Regions from separate parts of the Mus musculus genome. Here regions 1, 3, 4 and 5 are each linked to region 2. The links are chromatin contacts, called in public promoter capture Hi-C maps. All regions are on one chromosome and are shown on one strand. Each heading gives the region's core, a stretch centred on a gene start, on an enhancer-like site or on the middle of the called end of the contact. The rest is flanking DNA. Distances are from core to core; before and after follow the strand shown. Region 1 holds the start of Zc3h12a (zinc finger CCCH type containing 12A). Region 2 holds the start of Smim12 (small integral membrane protein 12). Region 3 holds the start of Mtf1 (metal response element binding transcription factor 1). Region 4 holds the start of Yrdc (yrdC domain containing (E.coli)). Region 5 holds the start of Utp11 (UTP11 small subunit processome component).

What was found. Capture Hi-C pulls out chosen DNA fragments and counts their contacts.
Region 1: a contact with region 2 is called in a promoter capture Hi-C map of adipose tissue, with 6 times the contacts expected there. The contact joins the promoter of Zc3h12a here to the promoter of Smim12 in region 2. A contact is called at or near these places in 1 of 39 promoter capture datasets (pre-B cells), 1 of 484 Hi-C or Micro-C datasets (CD4 T cells), 1 of 115 datasets of contacts at active chromatin or transcription factors (kidney) and 2 of 9 other capture datasets (adipose tissue and liver).
Region 3: a promoter capture Hi-C map of liver shows a contact between it and region 2, with 5 times the contacts expected there. The contact joins the promoter of Mtf1 here to the promoter of Smim12 in region 2. A contact is called at or near these places in 2 of 39 promoter capture datasets (liver and pre-B cells) and 1 of 9 other capture datasets (liver).
Region 4: a promoter capture Hi-C map of liver shows a contact between it and region 2, with 5 times the contacts expected there. The contact joins the promoter of Yrdc here to the promoter of Smim12 in region 2. A contact is called at or near these places in 1 of 39 promoter capture datasets (liver), 1 of 484 Hi-C or Micro-C datasets (CD4 T cells) and 2 of 9 other capture datasets (adipose tissue and liver).
Region 5: a contact with region 2 is called in a promoter capture Hi-C map of liver, with 2.9 times the contacts expected there. The contact joins the promoter of Utp11 here to the promoter of Smim12 in region 2. A contact is called at or near these places in 2 of 39 promoter capture datasets (erythroid cells and pre-B cells), 2 of 484 Hi-C or Micro-C datasets (CD4 T cells and muscle stem cells) and 2 of 9 other capture datasets (adipose tissue and liver).

Annotation. Positions count from the first base shown.
Region 1 is chr4:125,126,451-125,129,170 of GRCm38.p6, reverse strand. Zc3h12a (zinc finger CCCH type containing 12A) reads left to right here and starts at 1,290. Exons shown (of 6, transcript NM_153159.2): 1 at 1,290-1,404; 2 at 2,089-2,565. The coding sequence starts at 2,123.
Region 2 is chr4:127,242,527-127,245,226 of GRCm38.p6, reverse strand. Smim12 (small integral membrane protein 12) reads right to left here and starts at 1,443. Exons shown (of 2, transcript NM_030252.2): 1 at 1,329-1,443.
Region 3 is chr4:124,801,289-124,803,988 of GRCm38.p6, reverse strand. It overlaps Mtf1 (metal response element binding transcription factor 1), which reads right to left and starts at 1,440. Exons shown (of 11, transcript NM_008636.4): 1 at 1,346-1,440. It overlaps Inpp5b (inositol polyphosphate-5-phosphatase B), which reads right to left. Exons shown (of 24, transcript NM_008385.4): 24 at 2,478-2,700.
Region 4 is chr4:124,849,468-124,852,167 of GRCm38.p6, reverse strand. It overlaps Yrdc (yrdC domain containing (E.coli)), which reads right to left and starts at 1,409. Exons shown (of 5, transcript NM_153566.2): 1 at 1,002-1,409; 2 at 361-475; 3 at 149-268. The coding sequence starts at 1,393. It overlaps Mtf1 (metal response element binding transcription factor 1), which reads right to left. Exons shown (of 11, transcript NM_008636.4): 11 at 2,368-2,700. It overlaps 1110065P20Rik (RIKEN cDNA 1110065P20 gene), which reads left to right and starts at 1,604. Exons shown (of 3, transcript NM_001347196.1): 1 at 1,604-1,646; 2 at 1,735-1,936; 3 at 2,206-2,683. The coding sequence starts at 1,612. The coding sequence ends at 2,301.
Region 5 is chr4:124,692,291-124,694,990 of GRCm38.p6, reverse strand. Utp11 (UTP11 small subunit processome component) reads left to right here and starts at 1,437. Exons shown (of 8, transcript NM_026031.3): 1 at 1,437-1,551. The coding sequence starts at 1,489.

The DNA.
Region 1 (2,720 bases), core at 41-2,540, 2.1 Mb after region 2:
ACAGTAATTAATTCTTACTTTTGAGTGTTTTGGCTTCCTGAGCCTCAGTTTCCCTATATGCAAGCATGCTGGTGACATAATAGACTTTGTCTTCCTGTGTGCAGGTCCTGGGTTCCCTTTCTCCCTCTCCTGGGCACCTCTCTCTTCTCTAGCACACACACATGCATTCGTGCATGCATGCAGGCACACTGACAGCCAGGCTCCCTTCCCTCTGCCCTGAGTCACTAGTGTCCCCCAGAATGCTCATAGTGGTCCCTGGTGCTACAGAGTGGGAGCTCCTATTTTTTTTTTCCAAGACAGGGTTTCTCTGTGTAGCCCTGGCTGTCCTGGAACTCACTCTGTAGACCAGACTGGCCTTGAACTCAGAAATCCTCCTGCCTCTGCCTCCCAAGTGCTGGGATTAAAGGTGTGCGCCACCACACCCAGCTGGGACCTCCTATCTTGATCTACATGGCTGAGGCCCTTCAGCTTTTTCCTGCATTTCTCAGAGGTAAATGGAGCAAGCATGATAACTCACACCTATAACCTCAGCACACAGGATCCTGATGGATGGGGCCACTGGGCTGTTTGAGGCCGGCATGGGTTACATAGCTTGACCTTGTGTCAGAAAGAACAACAAAAGCCAAAGAAAACAGAAGGTCCCTGAGCACAAGGATCTGTCCAATATCTAAGCCCCAGGATGATAATGTACAGGGCTGTGCTCGACTGAGGGATCTTGACCTCTTGAGGATAAGGGACAAGATGAGTTTTTGCAGTCTGCTTGATAGCATTCTTCACGGACTCTCCCATGGCGATTGGTGTCAATGTCCCTCCTTTTCCTGGCATTTCCTCCACCACTATGCAACTTGTGGTGGTGGAGCCCTCCTGTCTTGGGAAGGTATTTACTTCAAGAAAAGTGTCCCTGGTCCTGAGTGTGACTCTATCGCTGAACAGGCTTCAGTTCACAACCTATGTGACTGAACTGGAGTGGCCGGATCTCTGCCGGCTGTGGCCTCAACTTGTGCAACTAGAAACCTGGACCAAGCCGGTGGACGTGTCAAGTTGTTGAAGTGAACCTGCGAGGCCGTTCTATTCCGGTTTTGCATGGTGCACGGAACCTGCTTCTGCAGAGCCGGCGTTAAGCAGTCGGGTGGTACAAGCCTGGAGCCGCCCAGACTTCGTGTGGCCAGGGGCGTGGCTAGAGATGCTGGGGCGGGACTTGTTCAGAAACGGGGCGGAGCCGGCTCCGACCTACCGTGGGGCGGGGCAGGAGGGAGGCGGAGCAGGAAGGGGCGGCGGCCCTGCCCGGCTTCCGCGTCATTGCCCTTAAAGCACCTGCCCGCCTGTCGCGGCTACGAAGGTGCCGTCAGAGCCCGAGACTCGGCTCCATGGACACCTTACAGACGACGTCCGGCGCTCAGCGGGGTGAGTGCTACCGGGTGGAACGGGTGCTGCGCTGCGTTGGGTCTGACTCCGGGAGGGTCGCGCGCGGGCAGTGTCTCCATCGCTGGGACCCCGCTGAGTTCACCCTGGTGCGTGGAACGGGGTGTCTTGGGGCACCCGGCGTTCTCCGGGCTCTAGCCAGGACCTCCTCGCGTCACCGGGCCCGGTAGCCAACCAGAGTCGCCCAGCAACTTTTCTCTCCGTGGGTCACCCCGGAAACTTGTCCTTCCCAGAATAGAACTCTGTCCCTGAGCCGAAGTATGAGACTCGGAGACGAAGGCGGTGGCCACAATGGGGAAGCCCCTGGGTCCCCTGCGCACTTCCAGCCCCAGTTTCCTTCTGAGAGCCCCGCCCCTGCCTCTTGGGTCCCTTGGGTTGGCATGGAACAGAACGGGGTTTGGGGGTGGAGTCAGACCAAGTTCAAATGTTTGTATCACAAACTTTGAGTTGATGATCTTGAGTAAACGCTTACTGCCTGTGCCTCGGTCTCCCTCTTGTAAAAATAACTAATGCTGAGAGCTCTTTGAGAGCACAGCGTGGGCTGACACGTGAGAATGGCTTTGAATAGCGTCTTCTCAGTTCGTGTTGCCCCATTCTGTGGAAGAGAGTCTGAAAGAGACCTATATTGGGCATTGCTTGCCCTTAACCCTGTGGTCTGGTCAATAGGAGCTGTGATGGACACATTCCAAGAATGTGAAATATGAGTGACCCTTGTGGAACGAAGCCTGTCCAAGAATCCAACCCCACCATGAGTCTGTGGAGTCTTGAGGACAGACACAGCAGCCAGGGTCGACCTCAGCCAGACCAGGATCCTGTGGCTAAAGAGGCCCCTACTTCCGAGCTGCAGATGAAGGTGGACTTTTTCCGTAAACTGGGGTACTCGTCCTCTGAGATCCACAGTGTCCTGCAGAAGCTGGGAGTCCAAGCAGACACCAACACGGTGCTAGGGGAATTGGTGAAGCATGGCTCAGCTACTGAACGAGAATGCCAGGCCCTGACGGCCCCCAGCCCCCAGCCCCCTCTGGTGCCCCGGGGTGGAAGCACCCCCAAGCCTTCCACTCTAGAACCCTCACTCCCAGAGGAGGACAGAGAGGGCAGCGACCTGAGACCTGTGGTCATCGACGGAAGCAATGTGGCCATGAGGTATGTGTGGAGACCTGTGGAATAGTGTCTGTAGCTCTTCCTTTGGGAAGGGGGCTTGGCTTTTCTCTTGGACTGGTGAAGGAACACAAAAGCTGTCTGTGAGATCCCACCATGTGCCAGAAGGAACCCCTTAAGCCTTAAAGACTTCCTCAGGG
Region 2 (2,700 bases), core at 194-2,693:
AGAGGGGAAGCTCCAAAGAACCCCAAACTCAATCCTCCATTCTATTTTTAACTCAGTACTTCGTTCTATTTTCTGTTTTAAGTTTTGGGGTTTGTTTGGTCAGCTGGTTTTGGTTTTTTGAGATAGGGTTTCCCTGTGTAGCCCTGCCATTCAGATTCCTTCTGTAGACCAGGCTGGCCTCAAACTCAGAGACTGGACTGGCCTGCCTCTGCCTCCTTAGTGCCAAGATTAAAGACATGTGCCACCACCGTTGGGCTTGTTTTTATTTTTAAGACAGGTTCTCATGGCACCCAGCCTGGCCTCAAACCCTCAAAGTAGCTAAGGATAACTTTGATCTGCCGACGCTCCTGTTTCCAGTGCCAAGTGCTTGTGATCACAGGTCCACACCAAGTGCAAGTCCTTTATACAATTCCTGGGTAGAGACTCTCAATTTTCCAATTTGTCTTAGGGCGGGCATATCAAGCACCAGTCTATGAGTATTACTCTTGTACATAGAAAGCCCAAGTTCTATGTGCTCTTGTCCGAATTCCAGTCATCCATGTATACAACACAACCTTCTCTTCGGTAAGCTATGTGGGCCTACCCTACCTGTCTACAGCTCTCAAAACACCCTGGAGCTCCACAAGGTTAAGAACTAAGGATGTCCGGATCGTCCTATGCTCTGTGCCTCTTCCCACCCTTGCTATCCTCCCTAGCAAAGAGCTAAAAAAGTTTGTTGGTCGAATGAATGACAGGCAGCATAAACATGTTGCTTTGTTTATGGAAGACTACAGCAGCCTTCCACCCGCACTCACAAAGGGGTATAGGGATATGATCATAAGCAGCTAGACTTCATGAAGTCATCCCGAAGGTATCAAAATGTAAGTAGCACAAGTGTTTCCCAAATACTGCAACGCCTATTTCCAGCCCGACACGCAGGGGCGCCAGCCAAAGGCTCCAGGTACAGGTCAACCGGGCCGCCAGGAAACCTGTCCCAGTGCCTGAGCCCACCGGAAGCTCTCCAAATGAGAGCAGTCGTAGGAGGTCCGAGAAGGTGAAACCATCAGCCTTGACAGCCAGCCAAGTTGGGATGGGAGCGCCAGTGAGGTTCGGGTCATCAGCTCCTGTTCCCTGTCCAGTCACGCCACACGCGTGGCTTCGTCACCCTTCGGCCTGCAGGGGCCTGAGGCGGACGAGATCTGACCACAGTCCACACTCGGCCACCAAAAGCTGGCCGAGGCCGAGCGGGTCACGGAAACCATCGCTCCCTCAACTAGGAGGAGCCGTTCCCGTGGGACTGGGGGCCAGCGATCCTGGGAAGCGAAGTGCCCTCAGCCCTGGGAACTCACCTGCGGTCCAGCCCGCACACCCCGGACAGGTCCCGCGCTGCGCCCGCTAGCCGGGAGCAACAGGGACGCCGAGGTTCCCAGTGGCCCGCGGGGCGCGCCCGAGGCCCCGCCCACTGGCATCTCTCGGAGAGCAGCGATTGGCTGAGCTCCAGCCAGCTACAGAAGAAAGGAAGCCAGGCACCCGACCCTGCGTTGGACTAAACGCAGAATAGTATAGCGCCCCCTGACGGCTCGGAGGCTCCCCTGTGACGTTGCCACATGCTTGTGAAGAAGAAAAAAGAATAGTCAGCTTTCATTGATCCAAATGAAGTTCATTAGGTGTCTTCCGAGACTTACCTAGGTCGGATATTACTGAAACCGAAAACCCAACCCCTGACCTCCAGAAGCTCCCGTAGCAGAGAATAACCTAGTACTTTCAATCTTCTTGGGATCTGTGCTTTCAGGCTGTGTGTCCTTGGGAACATCATTAATTAATCTGAGCCTCAATTCTTCTGCATAGCGTTAAAACCTTCCATTTCAGCAGGGATGTTGCAAGGGTTAGATAACATCTTGTTTGTAAAATACTGTGCCAGGCACACATCTCGCAGGGAACTAGATTGTAGCGTTAGTGAGTCTACAAATTGCTGAAAGTACCAAGACCCTCTGATCGCAAGTACTCACTCTCCTTCCTCCATGTTTCCCCTGTCCCTGAGCGGAATTATACTTATCACATATAAGAAAAAGCCTCACACCCCAAGCTCTCTAATGGACTACCATAGTCCTGCCTTCTCAACCTGCCCACACTGCTCTCAACCTGACCAGTCTCCTTCCCACTAATAGCATGCTAAAAATCAACGTTTGAAGCCTGTGTGTCCATGTTCTTTCATCTACCTGGAGTGCTCTACCCAGCTTCCCTTAAGTCTACCCAGCTTCCCTTAAGTTAGCAGTGAGCCATTTCTCAAGGTCACGGGTACTCTCACAGGAAGCGTCTTCAAGACTGTACTGTCAAGTTAGAGATTCTTCCTCTTTTAGATCAAAGAGCCCAAAGCTAAGCCTGACAGCGAAGATGGGGAGGAAGAAGCTGCCAGAAATTAGCAACCGTGATTATCAGACCTTGATTACTTGTGCATTGAATCTGTGGGAAGAGATCAGAACAGTCTAGAACACAGGCTGGCATTTAGCCATTCTACAAGCTAGACATTGGCGATACAAATGGGGACTGCCCTCCGTAGTTTCCTGGATGGAGAAGAAACAGGAAGACCCACACAGTGTCATAACAGAGGACACTGTCCGTCCATACAAGAAGAATGAGTGGAGGTTCCCTGGAAGGACAGATCCCTAAGCTGGATCTTAATAGTGACTAGAAGTTCCCTCCAGCAGACCTGGGTAAGCA
Region 3 (2,700 bases), core at 191-2,690, 2.4 Mb after region 2:
CAAATCTTTTTTTTTCCCCCAAAAAATTCAAAGTTGGCATTCACAAGACCTTCTACTGTCACATACTTTAAAGATGGATCTATGAAGCTAAGGAGGATAAAAGAGCAAACAGGTGGCTGTTTAAAGAAAGAGTGGCTACAAACCTTCAGTGAGGTGCTCCCGTCCCAATGCCCTCCCTCCCCGCAAACACACCGTGAGGCAGTGCCACGGCCTCATGTAGTTGGTGGTGCAGAAACAACACTCTGAACATAACCACCTCCAAACCCTCCTTTTGCCCTTTACTGCTTGGACAACCTATCCGTGCCTGCTTTTCTACAGTGGGACCAGGGCTTCCTGTTTCATACAGAAAGAGAAACTGCAGGTAAAGAAAAAGGGTGGCTTCCTTCTGTCATTTCTAGAACACATCAGGTGGAGGGGCTAAACCCTAATAAGGAGTAGCTGATGCAAATCACTTTAATTATTTATATCGTAAAACATGATCTGGACCAGAGAGTACACTTGTACAGAGTGACTAGGCTTTCTGACCCGAAAGGCTGACTTAACATAAGCAATACTGACACGAGCAGCTCAGGAAATATCAGCAAAATGAATGACAGACATGCAGACGGTCTCTTTTTGAAGATAGCCTCTTGAGGAAATTACCAAATTTGAAGCTTTCATGGTCTGGAATGGTGATTCCTCCTTCACCCGAAAACACACAGGTTCTACAAATGTGGGTTTGGCAGACACAAAAGGAGAATTTAAAATAACCAGCACATCACTTAGTTCTCAACCTGGTTCTGCACTTTCTCTTCAGCTCAAGAGTCGGCAAAGTGAGCCTTTACTAGCCGGAGTGACAAGCAGGCGAGGTAGTTACCAGGCACAGGTCAAGGGATCTAATCTGAGAGGAACCAGCCCGAACCTTTGCTTACGCAACCCCAGAAATACACGTTTCTCGGTGTCTGAGAGGAGAGATAAGAGACCCGGTGGGCTGCCCCGGGAAACGCAGAGACCAACTTTCTGTAACAAGACCAGGAGGTGTGAGGGTGGCCGAGGACTGCGAACCCAGCACCTCTGAGAGACTAGCATGAGGACCCTGACCGGGAAAGCACCCCTAGTCCAGGGCTACAGAGAAAAACCCCGAGGCAGTCTGGGGGCTACGAGCTGGGCTAAGAGGGGCAGGGTCCGGGTCTCCATGGAAACAGAGAAGGGGGGCTGGATACCCATCCCCATGGAAACGGAGGAGGGGTGGGGTCCCTCGGGTGAGTGGAATGAAGTCTCAGCCGGGAATGGCTACGGCAGGGAGCCCCAGTCCCGCACCCCCCGGATAGTTCCAGCCCCAGCCGAGTCCAGCCTCTGCTTTTACCTCCGCGGCTCCCGGCAACGGCGGCAGCAGCAGCTTCTCCCCTCCCAAGCGGCACCATGATTGCCCCCACCTGTCCCTAGCGTCACTTCCGCTTCCGCTTTCCGGAGGAAGGAGAGGCCCGGGGAGCCCTGGGCCTGCTGCTGTTCGTGATTGGCTTCTACTCTCCAGGGGGCTGAGACCGCGCCTCTCCCCAGCGGGCTGTGGGCGGAGCGAGTGGAGTCTGGCGCTCCGGTGCCGCACCGGGAAGCTGACCATAGAGAGCGGGCTGTTTCGAGCGCGGGAGGATACGCGACATCAGCGGTGAAGTCGAGGTGTTCTCAGCCCCAGCTGCGTCCACAGCTGCAGCAAGAAGGCTGCAGTCAGCCGCCGCCTTCCAGATGCGTAGGCCAGCCCACGGCATCCCTCTCCTCGCCCCACTGTACCCACGCAGCATAGTTCACCTGGCTGAGGCTCCCCCCCAGGACCGGAACGCTGAGCAGAGCCCTCCAGAAACTTCTCGTTCTCACGCGCCCGCGGGAGCTAGCGGTTCCAACCTTCCTTAAGGAGGGTTTTTGCTCTAGAAAGGGTCAGCGCCACCTACTGGCCAGTCCCCTGTCAGCTCTTAACACTTATCCTACCCACCCTTGAAATCCACTCGGTGGTAGCAATATTTCAAAGCCCAAGAAGATACTTTTCTCGTGTTTCTATTATATTCCTGTATATGTAATTTTTAGACTCTCACATAAGCTAATGCTTATTTACCCCATGAACGACTTCTCTCGAATGTTTACGTTGGAGCAGTGCTCTTAGAGGCTAGATCAGGGTTCAGGCCCAAACTGCTGTGCCATTCCCTCTGAGTAAGGTTGAATAAGTGACTCTGGCGCACCAGCATGCCACAGATCAGCTGCTCTGTTCTTAAGCCACAAAGGACTAGCTGCCAGGAACTACCATCTCTTGAGAGAGGAGGATTGGGGAAGAGAAGACCAACTGACTGCTCTGACCTTAGAGTTCTTTTGAAACCAGAACCCACATTAGATGGCTCACATCCAGCTTCAGAGAGATCTGAGCCTCTGGCCTCTCCTAGCACATTCACACATGCATGTACCACCACCACCACACACATACACATAACTAAAAAAAGAGAGAACCATAGTCACCATTAAAAATACATTTTCATTAAAATATATTACATATATGAGAGGTGCTGCATTATATACAGTTGGGAGGACTGAATATCCTACAAAATCCCACTTGTTTCACCAGAACCCCCTTTCTTCAGTGCTCTTGGGGGCGACTGAGAGGCCTTGGAGTTGAGCAGAAAGGGAACAGGTGCCCTATGCATGAACATGTTTGCGGCTTGGACAGTGGAAGCATCT
Region 4 (2,700 bases), core at 160-2,659, 2.4 Mb after region 2:
TCGGATACCCTCCTCTAACCAACACCAAATGGGTAACCTTCTCACCCATGCACCAAAGGCCCAAATTTCTGCCAGGCAATCCCATTACAGTGTTAGCCTTGTTGATTTTAAGGAAACAGCAGTTTAACCTGCTGGGGCCAATTCTCACCTCAACACTCAGAGAACTGGCCTGGGAGCTGAGGTTGGCACTAGTGAGTGCAAGTGGTCCCCCAAACATCTGGGCCAAGTCCAGCATGAAGGCATGGTCAGGAATCCGGATGCCAACAAGCTGGGAAGCAAGAAAAGAGAACGTGAGGAAGACATCGAGGGCTTGCAAGCGTCTGATTTAGATCGCAGGAAAAGGGAAAACTCTTGACTCACACGAGTAAAGGGGTTCAGGTCTTTGTTGAGCTCCTCGGAGCGCTCCATCACCAGGGTCACAGGGCCTGGGAACAGGTCTTCCAGGAGCTCCCTAGGTACTCTCACCTGACAGTACCTGCAGGCAAAGGAGCACAAATCCTCTCCAAATCACCCTGATGGACCTTTCCTGGGGACTTAAGGCAGATGCTGGAGAGGGGTCCCCTTCGCGTGTATAATGAACGAGATCTACCTGACTCTCTACTCCCTCTTCCTCGGAGTTCTGGCAGAAGACAGACTCCACAGAGTACCCTGGGCTTTAAGTCTATCCGCCTGTCTTGGGGGACAAAACCACAGCGCCGTGGCACGTGGATACAATCTCAATCCGTTTAATCATCTGGAAGGCGTTACCCCGAAACGGGCCTCCCCTCCGCCCATCACAAGGGCACCGGGAGAAGAGTGCCATGCTCGCCTAACTCAGCTTCTCGACCGACTGTCTAGAGCGGATCTTGGCGAGCCGTCAGCGCTCCCGACCAATCTCCAGTTCCGGATTCCTCCTCGGGGAGCAAGGACAAGCCCCTCCCGCGCTCGGCGGACGCCGCGGTCTCCCGAGGCTGTCACCGGAAACCCCTCCCGCGGGGCCGCCCCCAGCGGGGCCGCCTCACCTGTAGACGTCGGCCACGCGGCCCAGGCACACGGCCAGCGGCTTGGCCTCGCTGCGGCCTTTGAGGCGGTACACGCAACTCAGGGCCGCCGAGCTGCTCGCCGAGCAGGCCAGGCCGTAGAGCGTGTCGGTCGGGACCGCCACCACGGCGCCGGCGCGCAGCTCGGCCACGGCGGCCCGCAGCGCCTCGGTCCAGCCGGAGCGCTCGGGGCTCGCGGCTTCCACGGGCTCGCTCTCCGGAAGCCGCAGCAGCCGGGCCCCCGGCAGCGCCGGAGCGGGCTCAGGAGGGCGTAGGAGGCGGCAGCCGCGGCCAGAACTAGCCGGCCCGTCGCTCAACCCCATGCCGGCCGCCACGGCGGCCCTCAGCCCCGCGCACGGACGCGCCGTAGACATCCGTGCCGAGCCGCTTCCGGGAGGAAGTGACGCACGGACGCAACTTCCGGCCCGCGAGGCTCGGCCCCGCCTCCGCTCCCGGCCGCTTAAAGGGACCGCGACCCCCAGGCGACTTGAAGGAGAACGGTGGGGACGGGGCGGGGCTCGGCTTAGCGGACTCCTCGCGCGGCGCGGGGGGCGGACTGCGGAGGGGTGGTGAGCGGGTGGCACGGGCGGCGATGGAGTGGGGTCCCGGCGCAGGCTGGTCACGGGGGTGAGAGCGGGCCGGCGGGGCGGTGGGTTGGGGCCGCGACCTCGCGCCGCCTAGCGCCGGGCCCTGACGCCGTCTCTCTCCCGGGCAGGGAGGCTGCCGGCGTGGACCGTGGGAAGGCGGGGTTGGGGCTCGGCGGGAGGCCACCCCCGCAGCCGCCCCGAGATGAACGCGCCCAGCAGCTGCTGGACGCCGTGGAGCAGCGGCAGCGGCAGCTTCTGGACACCATCGCCGCCTGTGAGGAGATGCTGCGGCAGCTGGGCCGCCGGCGCCCAGAACCGGCTGGTGGCGGGGTCAGTGCCCAGTGCCCTCTCCGGGCTGGACCTGGGGAGGTGGGCGCTTCCCACTCACTGCACTGGTCTAGCTCGCGCTCCCCACCCCCACCCCGCTCCAAAGGAGGCAGGTGGAAGAGCATCCCCACCGCTTAACTTCCTTTGATCTGAGCGAGGTTTTGAAAAAGCATGGTACTGTCGAGATGCCAAGTGGCCTTATTCTTGTGGGGCCTAACTTAAGGCCTTTCCTCCGGGCTCATCCCCCCTCCCCCCTTTTCTGTTCCAACTAGAACGGTTCAGCCAAGTCTGGAGCGCCGCCCCAGCCATCTGTATCGGCCAGAGGTGGCCTTCCAAAGGATGCTGGCGATGGAGCCTCGGAGTCTTGATCATACCCTAGCCGGGCACCCTGACTTCTGTCCCTTTCCAGGGCCAGTGGCTGGACTGTGACCAACTCCCTTCACTAAAAGGGGCCAGTCTTCACGGGCAGTTGCTGGTACTTGGCCCTCAGCCTGGGATGGCAACTCTACTAGCAGCTGGGTTCACTCCCACGTCGTCCTGGCTGAAGGCAGTACTGTGCTTTGAAATGGAGCCAACAAACATCCAGTCTTGAGTACTCGGATTCAGGAAGCCAGCAGTGCTGGCCAGAGTGGTCTGGCCTGCTTTGGGGGTTCCAGGTGGTATTACATGTTCATTTCATGCTTTGGGGGCTCTCAGCCCCACAAAACACTTGAGCAGAGTCTTGATTAAAAGGAAATCTGCAGACCCTGGTGACTGACCTTTCTTTT
Region 5 (2,700 bases), core at 188-2,687, 2.6 Mb after region 2:
CCCATAGTGGAAAAGATTCCAAATGCCAACAGATGAAAACATACGGGGGTGGGGTGGGGGTGGGGGTGGAGGGTGGCAGGCATGGGGGGGGGGAGAGCACAAACAAACCCAAACATTGCTGTGATGCTTGGCTGGGTCCAACTCTCTCTTGTGCTACTTAAAGGTAGCTTTAGTGGTGACAAAAATAACAGGATGGCTGGGCACACTGTCACACACTTGTAATCCCAGCTCTTTGCAGACGCAAGAGATCACTGTGAATCTGAGGCCAGCTTGATCTATGAGTGTCAGTGCAGCCAGGCCTACATAGCTAGACACTGCCTCAAAACATCAAACCTAATCAGACTAAGTCAACCCCAATAAAACAAACTAACAAAACAAAACAAAACAAAAACAGAAACAAATCAATTTTATTGTGAACCTGCTAACAAGTAAACCCAACATTAAGCACTGAAAACATATGTCTTTTAAACCTCAAAATCCTGAGGGTATAGTATTATTTTATTATTTTACAACTAGATGTGGATACCAAGCCTCAGCAAAACTAACTTTCCTTGGTTAAGAGCAGAGCTGGCACCAGAACACTCCCTCCACAGTTCGCGGCTCTCTATCCATCACATTAACTACCTTATGTTAAGTCGGCCAGCTAGACGCACAACTTTGATGGCTGTGAAGGACTCGGAACTTTATTGCTATTAGATGATTCTTTTCTACTCTGCTTATAGATACAGTTCTGCCACTCAGAGCCCTTGATACTCCTATGAGCAAGACCAGTCTGCTATTATTATGTTCGTTTTATGGGTGAGAAAAATGATGCTCTTTAAAGTCAAGCAATCAGCTCAGAGCCACGCAGCCAGAAGTCAGCTGAGGAGCCAAATATGGTTTTAAAGTACTCTTTCTAGTATACTGTAAGATTCACATTATTTCTAGTTTTTGGTTTGTTTGTTTTTGTTTTGTTTTTAGACTGCGATTTATTTTACTATGTAGCCCTGGCTGGCCTGGCAATCACTATGTAAGACCAGGTTAGCCTTGAACTTACAGAAAATTGCCAGCTTCTACCTCCAGAGAGCTGGGGTTAAAGGTGTGAGCCACGTTCTAGTTCTACTTAGAATCTTAACCCACACCAAGTCTCAGGTGACAGCACATGCGCACACGCAAGCCGAGCGTAGCCAGAGAGCAGTGCCAGCCATGTGTTCCCAGATGCCAACGTGCGGCCTGGAGCGAAGTCTAGGTCTCTGGACCAGTGGACGTTCTCTGCGAACCGAGAGCTGTGAAAGAATCCCAAGACTCTAGCTTTGGAAACTACATCTCCCAGAACCCTCCGATTCAGGCCGCTTGAGAGGGGCTGTATTTCCGGTAAAGCAGGCTTCTGATAGGCTGCATTGCAAGCCGCGTCTTGGGCCTGCTTCCGGTGTCTTGGCGGACGCGGCGGGGTGGGTAGTGCTGTCGTGGTGGTGGAGTTTGCTGAGCATTTCCTAGACCTCAGTAGGCATGTCGGCGGCTTTTCGCAAGGCAGCCAAGACCCGGCAGCGGGAACACCGAGAACGAAGCCAGGTAGGCCCTCGCAAGCCTCAGGGGCGCCTGCAGTGGCCCCCGCCCCCTCGCTGTCCCTGCATCCGGATACGGGACAGCGCATCTGCCTTCAGTCAATACCCAACACATGGGGCCTGACCCCAGCGTGCCTTGTCGGGGAGACCCAGGGACAGGGTAGGAGGATTGTCATTCTCTACGGTAGAGGGTCAGTGGGTAATTGAGTGAGGCAGGGTGTGCTAGAGGCCTTTCCCTGGGAACTTGAGACCAAAGTCAAAGGAATGTAACCGAGTGACCAGCGACAGTAGGCGCCTCACAACCGACGCATGCCCGGGTGTTCCTAAACTGGGCCCAACTTTTGGCATGGGATTTGCGGTTCGTGTAGATCTGTCATATGCTTCCCCCTAAAATCGTGGCACTTTCCTTATCCCTTCTGGAGAATGTCTTGACCATTTACAAACTTTGCTGGACCTCATAGCCCAGGTCTATAATGGCATCTACCCAAGAGGCCAAGGCAGAAGGATCCCAAAATCGGGGCCTGTCTGGGTCACTTAGACCTGACTCAAAAATCTAAAAAAATTCTAGACATAGGCCTCAATGGTGAACTGCTTGCCTAGCAAGTAAGGGCAGTAGGCGTAGTCCTTGGTAAGAAGAAAAAAAGGAGGGAAGTGGGGAGTTCCCCCACTTAATTTAGTTAGAATAAATAGGTGTGGATTTACTCAGGAGAATGTGTTAGGGTTTGGATATGCAATACAAATAAAGATGTATGCAGAATCACTTTATCCACTTTGCCATTCTCAGAAATTACATCATAACTGGTTCAAACAAGCTTTTAACAAGCCTTGGAGAGAGGGCTTAGCCGTTAAGAGTACTCGGCTGCTCTCTCAGAGTTCAAATCCTAGCACTCACATTGTGGGTTCACAAATAGCTTTAACTCCACTCTAGGAATTCCACCACCCCCTCTGGCCTCCATAGGCCCTGCACTCACATTCATTCATATTCTTTATCTCTCTCTCTCTCACACACACACTAACTTTTTTTTTTTTTTTTTTGGTTTTTCGAGACAGGGTTTCTCTGTATAGCCCTGGCTGTCCTGGAACTCACTTTGTAGACCAGGCTGGCCTCGAACTCAGAAATCCGCCTGTCTCTGCCTCCCAAGTGCTGGGATTAAAG